3 separate regions of the Mus musculus genome follow, and regions 2 and 3 are each linked to region 1. A link is a contact called in public promoter capture Hi-C data. All regions are on one chromosome and are shown on one strand. Each heading gives the region's core, a stretch centred on a gene start, on an enhancer-like site or on the middle of the called end of the contact. The rest is flanking DNA. Distances are from core to core; before and after follow the strand shown.

Region 1 (3,769 bases), core at 564-3,063:
AGGGGTGGTTCAACTCCCAAATGGGTCACCACCCACAAATTGAGAACTTCAGATCTAGAGACTGGGAGGTGAGGCGTAGAAACTGAGGAAGCTCAAGAGACCCATCTCAGACCAGGGGGAATAAAGCTAGGGTCAGTGAGGACTTCCCAGGGAAGACAGCATGAGACCAGCCTGGGGATGGCAGGTGTAAATATCAGCCCTACCCGAGCGAAGCTGGTAAGGGGAGAGCACGCAGCCCTTTCTCTAACCGTGCTTGCACTTTCCCTCCCCTGCTCCCGTTCACACCCCTTACCCCTAGCTTCCCTAGGAGAGGAGGGGTCCCAGGGCTACGATTGCTTTTCTTCCCAAACCTGGCTGGAGGAGGTGGCAGGAGAGATGTGTCCCAAAAGGCATGAAGACATCCTCATGGCCACCCAGGCACATGCCTCTCTGCAGACACACCCCAGGGCCAGACTATCCACTCATACCCCAAAACAGTGTTTGGGCCCTGAGGGACCTGAGCCATTGTGGCCCAGGAATGGGTAAACATTTGTCTACAATGAATGACAGGGTGGACAGAGACTGTGGCATCAGCAGACACTGCGACCACACCCAGACCGTGCCAAGGGACATGTTAGACATGAGAAAGCACCTATACAGAAGTAGCCATTCACCTACAGGTCTTCAGTAAGGAGAAGGCTCCCTTCCGGGGGGGGGGGCTTGCAGGGGTGCCCTGGCACAGCCACTTACATCTGGTCATGCAGAGCTTGTTAATTGGCAGAGTGAGTAGACACAGGCATGGTGACTACTCCTGAGGCCTTCCCAGTTCTGTTCACCTGGCATCCTTCCCAGGGGTCCCTAAGGACGAAGCCAGTGTGATGCACGGGCTGGGGGCCAAGCACTGTCTACTGTAACATTCAAACTCACCCTCCTAAAATCCCTGTAAGCATGGAGTCAGAACCTATTCCATAGATGAGACTGTTAAGGCCCTGGGAGGGGACAGATAATAGGTTAAGCTTGCTGAGTGACCTCTGATCTACAAGCCTGCTGGTCATTGAGGTCCTCCATGGATCAGTACCATTCTGAAAACAGTTTTCCCTTGTCCTGAGTCACTCTCAGCTAATGACCCTGTCCACCCTTGAGTAAAAACCTGTCTGGAAGTGAGCAGACCCCATACACACAGACTAAGGATGGACAAACCGTCAGAAAAGTAGCCCACTGCCCAGGTACCTCTAAGCCACTCCACACCTGACCTCTGCCCTCAGCTTGGTCTGTAAAGTGAGTTATCTGCCAGAGGATCAGAGGAGACCTAGGTTCATTCAGAGTGAAACTGACCACATGCCTGGTGGAAACTGGTACTAGCAGGTCGTGATCCCTGAAACGCCAGGCCAGCATAGACCTGTGCAGTTCTTCTGTGGATGTATAGACTCAGCAGGATCTCAGATTAAGACAGGCATCCAGGCCAGAGAGCAAACTGACTTCTCAAGGCTCAGAGAGTAGGGCAAATGTAACAAACGCATCTCTAGATTGACCAAAAGTTCCCACCAGCAGCTCTACAGGGAGTCAGACAGTGGTCATCTCGCCAGCGACAAGAAAAGAAGTTCCATGCGGGAATGGAAGGAACCTGTCTTCCACTGGCGATGCCCCAGCCCCAAACAACAGGCAGGTGCCAGGTGGCTCTCTAGCTGAGGAAACAACGCAGAGCCCCGGGCCCGCGCACTCACCGGGACGCAGGGCGCACAGGAGCAGGAGTGCAGCACCCAGACTTGCCACCACCGGCAAGGGCCGCCTGCAACAGGAGCGTCTTCCCATGCTGTGCCTGGCACGCGTGGCAGGCGACAGTCATCCGGTGCGTTCTCCTTCCTACTGTGCGGCGGAGGTCCAGGACACGCCCAGTTCTGCCCTTAGTTTAGGGCCCGCCCAGAAGCAGCGTCCAGTGCTCCAGGCTAGAGATAGACGCGCCTGACTGACTTAATGGGTAAAGCTGTAACCCTAGGCCAATGAAAGCAGTATCTATCCCTGATACTAGTCATTAAACCAGGATTCCCTACTTTACACTGATGGGAATTGGTAGTGGAGAAACTCTCAGATATGGGTGTCCCGGGCCCAAGTGCTCTACTGGCGGAGCTAGAAGCTGCAGCTGAGGTCCTGGGAGCCAAAGCTTTGGTCAGAAACGGACTCCAGAAGCTCAGGTTGGACACTCATTGCCCTAGGCTTTAACCCCTAGTACAGGGCAGCTACTGGAAGCCTAGGAATGACAGCTCTGGTCCCCAAGCTTTCGGACTCTTGACCCTCAGTACTGGCAAATGTCACAGCTTGTAAGTCCAAGGGTCCTGGGACCCCCTGCCATTAAGGCTCAGTAGCTTCTCCTCCCAGCCTGCCTTCTCCAGTCTTAACCCTTGGCAATTTCTTGTCTCTTCTTTACTTCCCCTGGCCTTGCCTATGGAACTTCTGCTCTCACAGCAGCCCCTCAGTTCCCTCTCTGGGGAAGACCACTTTGAAGAAACTCTCCACGTGGACCACACAAGTGATCACAAGCTGATTCTGAATGGAAGTGTGTGCACCAGTCAGGACACGGCCCTTCCTGAAAACTAAGGACTGGATTTGCATCAGTCATAGCGCAGGGAGCCAGGAAAAAGACTCCCCCTCATCGTGAGTAAAAATGCCCCAGAGTCATGTTAATTCCCCCAAGGCTGATGATGGGCAGAAAGTCCTGCATCCTGCACAAACTGTTTGAAACAGCAGTGACTGAGACCAGGAGTCCGGAGCTTCGAGATCCAGCAGCTGAAATCAGAAACTCAGCTTCCCAAGGTGCTCAAGGAGAGTTCAAAGCAGCCAGAAACCATGAGGACAGTAGTAAGGTTAGATAAAGCTGAAAGCCTCACTGCCGAGGAAGGCTCTAAGTGTCAGGATCACAAATCTTCCAGGACCCAGCAACTTAGCTTATGTAAAGGAAAAAAAAATAGCATGTGGTTTAAACCCAGCTCTTGGGAGGCAGAGGCAGGCCAATCTCTGTGAGTTCGAGGACAGCCTAATCTACAAATCCAGGACTATTAAACAGAAAAACCCTGTCTCAAAAAAAAATCAATCAATCAACCACCCAATAAAAAGTAAAAGATAATATTGAAGGGGTACTTTGTAATAGAGGCCTTTTTATAGCTGTCTTCACAGTGCCCAGTGTCCTAGGAGCCCACAGTGACTTTTCAGGTAGGAAGGGAGGTGGTCTGCACCACAGTGCAGGACAGCAGCCAGAGGTGTGTGGGGCAGAGAATACGTGAGGGAACCCATCTCTGGCCTGGTTCTACCTGCTACAGTTTGCTCTGGGTGCCATCACCCACTCAAGACCCAGTCAAGTAGAGAAATGGAAAGAGCAGGCCTTCTACAGCATTTCTTAATGGCAGGGCCAAACAGCTAGGCTGAACACAAGCCCAAGGGACCTGTGGATGTCAGTCCTTCCCCCATCCCAGGATCAGTTATAAATGTTTCTTCCTTCCCCCAAGCTCACACTGTAGCATGCTTTCTTATGTGTCGAGTCCCATTTGAATCCCAGTTCATGCAGGCATTGTCCAGCCTGAAGGAGAAGTGAGAGATCTCAGGCATGTCTTTCCTGGGCACTAGATCTGTTGTACTTGGTCATGTCACCCACAGCTGCTGCAGGCACAGGCACTCGGAGCTTATTTCAGACAGGGGGTTGCATTGTAGAGAGACACCAGAGTGAAGTCCACCCTTTGACAGATAAAGAAAGGGCTGGGAGTGTGGCTTAGTGTTAGAGGGCTTTCCTGAGCAGTGA
Region 2 (3,769 bases), core at 524-3,023, 1.4 Mb before region 1:
CTGGATGCCACACTGTCCTGTATGCAGAGGCCACAGTGATGGAGGAGCAACTGCCTCTGCTGCCAGAGGGAAAGAGGCATTCGATGACCTCCATCACTCAGCAAATGCCGTAAAAATCTCCCAGACATCACACATGGAGCCCCGAATTCCAGAGGGTCAAGTGCAGAGTGACATACTGTTACTGTTCTTCTGAGACATAGCCCTGGCTAGCCTCAAACTTGAGACGATAGTTCTTTATTTTTATTTTTATTTATTTATTTATTTATTTATTTATTTCAGAGACAGGGTTTCTCTGTGTAGCCCTGGCTGTCCTGGAACTCACTCTGTAGACCAGGCTGGCCTCGAACTCAGAAATTCGCCTGCCTCTGCCTCCCAAGTGCTGGGATTAAAGGTGTGTGAGACAATATTTCTGTCTCAGCCTCAAGAGCACTGGGATTACAAACATATCATCCCACCACACCCCGTTTGCTTAGTCCCTAGGCCCTTGTGATTGACAGTGGGGTTTGGGGACAGGTGCTGGAGAAAAGGCTTAGTGGTTATGAGCATGGTTAGAAGCCCTGAGTTCAATTCCTGTGGCCTTTTTGACACCTGGAGGTCAAGGAGGGCCTAGGACATGTATTTTGCTATTATTCCTAAACAGGGCACTGTATTCTCTTGGCAGGAAGTTGGGAGCTCTTGATGGTTTTCAGGGTGGCTGTTACAGACCTTGTAGGCGCAGGCAGGCACAGCCAGCTTCTGTGACTAAGACCAAAATGGACAAATGGGACTAACCTGGAAGTCTCAGGGATGCTAAGTCTCGGACCAATCACAAAGAGGCCCAGAGTCATTCCAGCCCCTGTGTGACCAGGACGGGGCAGTCCTGGGATCCTATAATAAACAGGTGCCTACATCTTTAACCAGCACTGAGGCACCTCTAAGGTGTTGCTGAGACACACTGCCCCCCCCCCCAATGCCTGAGGAAGGGGTAGGCAAGTCAATACCTACTCTTGAGGGAGAGCCCAGGAAGCTCTCTGTGAAGAGAGAATGTGAGAAGACAGGCCCGAGGTTGCATGCAGAGAAGCCCAAGGGCAGCCACAAGTTTGAAAATACATGGCCTATAGGGCAGATCCTGTGGCCGGCCAAAGGTGCACAGGTAAGCAGATGACCTGAGATGAGGCCTCCAAGTTGCCCTGGGGGTGTCCCACAGGGAGGGAAGGCGACAGACAGGAAAGACTGTCCCTCTGGAAGGCACCTGCTTAAGCAAGAGATCTGGTCTGGCCACTTCCTAGCTGGATGGCTTTGGACTTATTCCCTTAACCCCTTCAGGTTTCTTCTGCAAAACGCCACTAATAGCACCCAGCCTTCAGGGTGACTGAGACCAGGACTGGAGCCCTGTAAACGCCAGATCCCTTTGAAGTGGGCAAGCACAGGGCGTCCGAGGAAGGGATGCCCTTCCTTCCCTCCTTCCTAGTCCAGGTGACCAGAGGTCAGTATTTATGGGGCGCCGGTCCCTTAGGCGCCATCCTCAAAGACATAGGGCGACCCGGTCGGAGGACTGGAGCTGTCCGCAGAAAGATGCGGGGCAAAGGCACAGCGTGCTCAGTACGCTTCCCGAAACGCTTTAGGGGTAAGCTGTGCAGAAAAAAAATTCTCCCCTTTGAAGTTTCCGTCACCCACACTTTGCTTTGCTTCGACTGCAGTCCCTTTAAGAGCTCCGCGGGCCGCCTCGCCCATCTGAGGAATTTTATTGGTCTGTTCCACTCCTGTGGGTGGAATCCCGTTACGATAGGCTGCTGGAGGCCGAGGGGGCGGGGATGAGTGCCACAAACAGGGGTTGTGACTGTTTTCACAGTTTTGCTTAGACGAAAAACACTAGCCAAGGCGCCTGAGAGTCGCCGCTGCCAGGGGAGGACCGGGGAAGTCCGCGGGTCCCGTGAGTCCTGCGCGCTGGCGGCGTCCGGCCACCTCTGACCGATCCACGTAGCATCTCAGCTGCGGTTCTTGCGCGACGCTCCCCGGTTCTCGCTACCTCGCAGGGGTCGGAGTCCCGCGGCCTGCGCAGCCCTGCTCTCAGGTAAGCGCGGCCGAGTCCTCATCTCCTGCTCCGCCAAGCTAGCGAGGAGGCCCTGCCCCTGCTCCTTCTTCGGGTTCGGGCCTACCGTCTCCTTCTGTCCCCGTGCCACTTGGGGTACAGCCGCAAGACAACCTTTGAGAAGTTTCTGGGGACCCTAGCGGTCAGGACCGGATCCTGGATGGAGCTGGACACCCGCCGCTCCGGGTGCAGCCAGAGCTCAGCGGCAGCCGGAAAGACCAGCCCATGCTCTGCCTCTGCCTTCCTGGCCTTGCGGAAGGAAGGGCAACTCCACTTAGCTCCGTAGCGAGGAGGGGGTGGTGGGGTCTGGGGTCCAGACACCCCCAATCCTTGTCCAGCCTGGTTGCATTGTGCTGGAAATGTGTGCGCGTCATAGCATTTTTTTGAGATCTTACCTGTTCTAGAGGGTTGGGTCACAAGACCTAGGACAGACAAGACACACAAGCATGTAAATACACCTGCTGCCGATGGAGTCCCAGTTCTATAAACAGCACACCAAAGAACTGGGTGGTGGTGGAGGAATCGGGAGGTGGAGGCAGGGGGGAAATCAGAAGTTCAAGACCTGCCTTGGCTTTTTGCAGAGTTGGAGGCTAGCCTGGGCCCAATGAGACCCTATCTTTAAAAACAATCATTGAAAGAACAACAGCCAGGTGGGCTAGATAAAGTCCACTTAGAGGGGGAGGTAATGAGTCAAATGATGGGATCAAGCTGCGGGTAAGCAAACACAAAGGCCCCTGAGGTAGGGGAGATATAAGTTGGTGGCTAAAGAAGGGCAAGAAGGATTGTCAGGAGGCAGAGGGCAGGTCACCTGGACCATCCCTTCTTCCTGTTGTCCACAGTGGCCTCTTAGGACACAATCTCTCCTCTATCACTGAGGCTGACAGATTCAGAGAGGCATGGAACTTAGCCTCTATCCTCTGGGGATTTCCTATGCTGCTCTGCAGCTAGATTTAGAGGCTTAGCAGCCTAGGAGGGAAGGGAGAGAACTTTGGGGGGCTGCTTGCACTGCTACCTTCTACTGGGTAGGAATCCCATAAAAGAACTCAGAAGGTTTGGGCAATCCCATTGCACAGATGGGAAAGACAAGCTCTCTCAACCTCTCCCAGGGCAGGGAGAGAAGGCCCTTGGGGAGGTGTCTGGGGTGTCCGAACAGGTCCCACCTAGGCCCAACAAGCTAGCCACAGAGGGTAGGAGGAAGGCGAGGCTTGAGTCGTGGGCAGGAGCCTGGCCTCTGGAGAATGCGCTGAGGTCAGAGCTGCCCTTTCAGGTTCACGGGTGGAAGAAACCTTACCTCAGTTCCCCCGGTCTCCAGAGGCCTGGGCTCCTCCATGATGCTCTGTTGCTCCTTCAAGATGTCATAGCTCTTCTTTGTCCCAGTCTGCCCCCTCTCCTTCCTCTTTTCCCTGGTGGGCCAGCTCCTTTCACTTCTCTATCATTGCATGTGCCCAAGGCCAGAAGATCTGGGGGAGAAGCCCTGGGCCCTAGGATAGAGGGTGGGGTCTGTGGATCCCCTGGGCCATGCCTGCTCCTCCTTTGATTGGGGTCCTGATGGTGCTTGTCCAGTGTACCTAGGAAGGAAGCACAGGGCATGGAGGCTGTGCACTGGAAGAGTGTCTAATGTGTTTGTTACCATTACTTCAGTTATTTCAGTAGCACAGTCATGGCAGTGCAGTGAACTTGACCTCCTCCCAGCCCCAG
Region 3 (3,769 bases), core at 682-3,181, 1.2 Mb before region 1:
GCTAAGAAAGTGCATCACAGGCTTGCCTACAGGCCAATCTGATGGGAACATCTTTTCAATTGAACTTTCTTCATCTAAAATGACACTAGCAGGTATCAAATTGACTTAAATTTAGCCAGCACAGCATTTGAGGTAGTTTGGATGATAATGATCCACAGGCTTCAGATGATTAGATACTTGGTCACCAGTTGTTGGTGCTCATGGGAAAGTGTAAGAGGAATGTACCCTTGATCAAGGAAAGATGTCACAGAGGAAGAGCATTGAGGGTAGAAAGCCTCATTCCAATCCCAGTTCACTGTCTCTGCTACCTGATAGCAGTTTGAAATGTGAACTCCCAGCTTCCTGCCCCAGCCAAATCTTCCAATTTTCCCATTACAAATCATTATCTCTCAGAAATTGGACACCATCATTAACTTCTTCCTTCTGTGTTGCCTTGGTGATGAGATGTTCTCAGAGAATTACTAAAGAAACTAATACAGGTATAAGTGAAGCAATACTTGAATATTTTGGATGAGCATTTTCAACTAAGAATCTCCAAATAACTGAAAAACACAGTCAAAGCCTAGAAACCAAGCATGACTGATCTTAAAAGTCTATGCAACATTGCTCATGTCTGAGCAATAAACATAGTAATTACAGAAGCACCCAAGGAAAAGTCCACAAACTACTAAGAGAGGGCAAGAAGAAGAAATTAAAGGAGAACATAGGGAACATTAAAGCAAAGTCCTCTAAGGCAAGCATAGGGAAACACAGAAAGTTAGGTCTGTCAGTACAAGACTACCTTGCTCTACACAGTAAGTTAAAAGACAGCCAGGTCTATGAAGACAGAATCTTTATCAAAACAAACAAGTGAGCAGCCATACAAACATCACAAGATAGATTGGTGTATTCCAGCACTCTCCCTCCCACTGGCTCTGCGACTGGGGCTTCTTCATTCATCTCTGAAGGGAACAGGCTGTCTGAATTGGGAGTCTGAGAGCATTTTCCATTCTGGTCACCCATCATGACGGCCCTTAGGGGCTCCAACCTGTCTATGAAGAAGAGAGAAAGATGATTGTAAGAGCTTGAAGAAGAGGCCAAGACCAAGAAGCTGTTCTGAGATGAAAAACTGAAGAGGAGACCAGAGTCAGGGGCAGAGCCTGTGGGTGTGGGACTGGGTCACTGCAGGGGCCAATGCCCAAAGCAGCCAGGAAGCCACACCTGTCTGGGCACCTAAACACAACCTCTGAGGCAGGAGGACCCCAAGTTCATCATCTACCTGACCTATAGGACAAGCTCCAGGCCTAGATCCCAGGCCAGCCTGCCTGCTTCTGAGAGACCCTTTCTTACAACACAAAGTCATAGGATCAAAGGAGCTGAGGGCTCAGGGTCTGCCAAGGGCCTCCAGTGGGCGAGAGCCAGGGATCCATCCTGAGAACCACAGGGGTAAAGCACAATCCTCCAGGTGCCATTCCTTTTACAATCCCCCCATGTCATCCACCAGAAACCCCAGTGGGAACCTCGCTGCTACGCATGAGCTTCGAGAGGACCTAGATCATTCATTCCCCCAGCCCCAGCACGGCACTATACTCAGAGTTCTAGTCAATAGGATGGGAAGACAGGGCTCTTCAACTCAGCACAACCAAAACCTGCCCTAGAAGGAGCCTACCTCCACAGGCTGAGAAAGAACCTTCCTAGATTACCAAACAGGCTGTGTGTCTTGTGTGACTCATTTTCCTGGATTGGCCTTCCTCACAACATGCTGATGAGAAAACTTCTCTAAAGTCTCTGGACTGTTCTTTGAGAGGGCTTGCCCTGACTCCTACCTTGAACTAGAAGCTGTGTCTACCGCAGTCTGCAAACAAAAGGCTGCTGTGTGCCCTTTTATAGCCTCAAGATGCATGGTGGGTATGGCCTGGGACACCAAGAGTCAATCACTCAATGGAGATGGTTACACCTGAGTTGTACCTGCTAGGCTGCTTGGCTAGCTTAGGTCAAAAGGCCAAAGGTAGCAGGCAGAGGACAGAAGCTTCCATCGTCCCTGTACTTACACAGCCTTACATATAGATTACATGTAGGCTTGCTGGGATCTCTGATGTGAGTTTTGAAAAAGTGTAAAATGTTGAGACACCAAACATGTTTCAGGTGAATCCTAAAAAAAAAAAAAAAAGTATGTAAGGCAGGACAGGGTGGGTAAGGACTTTAATCCCAGCAGATGGATCTTTAGTCCAAACTCAGTCTGATTGCCAAAGTGAATTCCAGGAAAGCCGTGGCTATGTAGAAACACTCTGTTTCAAAACAAACAGACAATAAATCAAACCTGCAAGGTGCATTTAAATGGTGTTGTGTGACCCGTCTTGTTGACTTGGGCTTCCTAACACTATGCTGGTGATGTTTCTACACCAAAGTCTGGTTCTGTTTTTCAGGAGGTGTTGCCTTGAACCTACCTAGATCTAGAAGTTGTGTCTATGGCTGTCTGCCACAAGAAGACTGCTGTGGCCACTGGTATAGTCTCAAGGTGAGTGGTGGATATGGCCTGGACACCAAGACTCAATCGTTCAATGGACATGGTTATACAGGAGTTGAAGGCCTAGCTCTGCTTAGCTTATCCCACAAGACACTGGCACTTTTAGTCAAGGCTAAAGAAGGAGAAAGAGGTAAAAGTGTTCCTACCTGAAACTGAGTGACCCTGTGAGGCCTTCAGGAGAGGCACTTTGGGTGCTTCTCTGTGCATATGTGTGTACACAGATTTATTCTTTCCTTCAAATGACTCAATGGCTGGGGTGCTACAAATCCAAGATGGGCTGCCTCAGATTGCAAGAATTGAGCATTTGGTAGCTGTTTAGCCTGCAAAGCTGGAGGTCTCCGCTGAGATTCACTATACACCTGCATGCTGCTGCCTCCTCCTGTGCCCCCAAATAGGCTCCAATCCCAGAGAAGGAGAGGACTGGGTCATGAGGCCAAAGGACACAGAATAGGGAAGAATCTTCCATTTTCCATGCTCTTACATGGACGACATGTAGATTAGAGGTAGGTTGTTGAATCTCCAAAAGGACATTTGAAAAAGTGCAAAACATTGAGACACCAAATATGTTTCAGGCGAATCAAAAAAAAAAAAAAAAAAAAAAAACAAACAAACAAAAACCCTAAAAAATAAAACAAAACAAAAACCAATCAATATATAAAGTATGGTGTGGTGGCTCAGGCCCTTAATCCCTGCACTGGGGAGAGAGGCAGATGGATCTCTGAGTTCAAGCTTAACATGATTGCAAGAGTGAATTACAGGAGAGCCAGGACTATGTAGAGACACTATGTCTCAAACAAGCAGGTAAAAAACAATCACATGAGTGAGAAGTCATTTAAAGCACATGAAAAAGAGTGATGGTTCCTGCAGCCTCCCTCCCTCCAGCCTCCTTTCTTCTTTCTACGCCAATGCTAATTCCCTGTATAAAGAAATGAGACAAGAACCAGAAAGTAGAGAACACTTTATTGCATAATGCAGCAGGGTGATTCCAGGAGTGACAGTGGTCTGTGCTAAGGGGGAAGGACACATTATAGGGCATTGGGAGGGTGGTCTCACATCATTTGAAAGGCTAGAACTGACATCTGAGGGCAGGGCAGGACAGGGCAGAAATAGAGGATGGGGGTAGGTGATGGGGTCCTTTCTTAGAGGCAACAATAGAGAGTCCTGTCACCACCTTGGCACAGTGGAATGCCCTGGGGGAAAAAACTTTAAGAATTGGGAGGCAGCACCCAGGGGACAGTTCCTGACAATCTGGGAACCAAGGGA

The links. Promoter capture Hi-C pulls out the DNA fragments that hold promoters and counts their contacts.
Region 2: a contact with region 1 is called in a promoter capture Hi-C map of embryonic stem cells, with 4 times the contacts expected there. The contact joins the promoter of Tpra1 here to the promoter of Chst13 in region 1. A contact is called at or near these places in 5 of 39 promoter capture datasets (the 3T3-L1 cell line, embryonic stem cells, hippocampal neurons and 1 more).
Region 3: a promoter capture Hi-C map of liver shows a contact between it and region 1, with 4 times the contacts expected there. The contact joins the enhancer-like site here to the promoter of Chst13 in region 1. A contact is called at or near these places in 6 of 39 promoter capture datasets (the HPC-7 cell line, embryonic stem cells, hippocampal neurons and 2 more).

What each region holds. Positions count from the first base shown.
Region 1 is chr6:90,323,372-90,327,140 of GRCm38.p6, forward strand. It overlaps Chst13 (carbohydrate sulfotransferase 13), which reads right to left and starts at 1,814. Exons shown (of 3, transcript NM_027928.1): 1 at 1,704-1,814. The coding sequence starts at 1,791.
Region 2 is chr6:88,900,478-88,904,246 of GRCm38.p6, forward strand. Tpra1 (transmembrane protein, adipocyte asscociated 1) reads left to right here and starts at 1,774. Exons shown (of 12, transcript NM_011906.2): 1 at 1,774-2,053.
Region 3 is chr6:89,167,485-89,171,253 of GRCm38.p6, forward strand. No RefSeq gene overlaps it. Among named protein-coding and RNA genes, the nearest start is that of Gm1965, 28 kb to the left of the region's middle. Within about 2 kb of position 1,932, at least 3 of the 459 cell types and tissues checked have an H3K27ac peak or open chromatin away from gene starts, as enhancers often do. A contact at or near this core is called in liver, where this site is marked.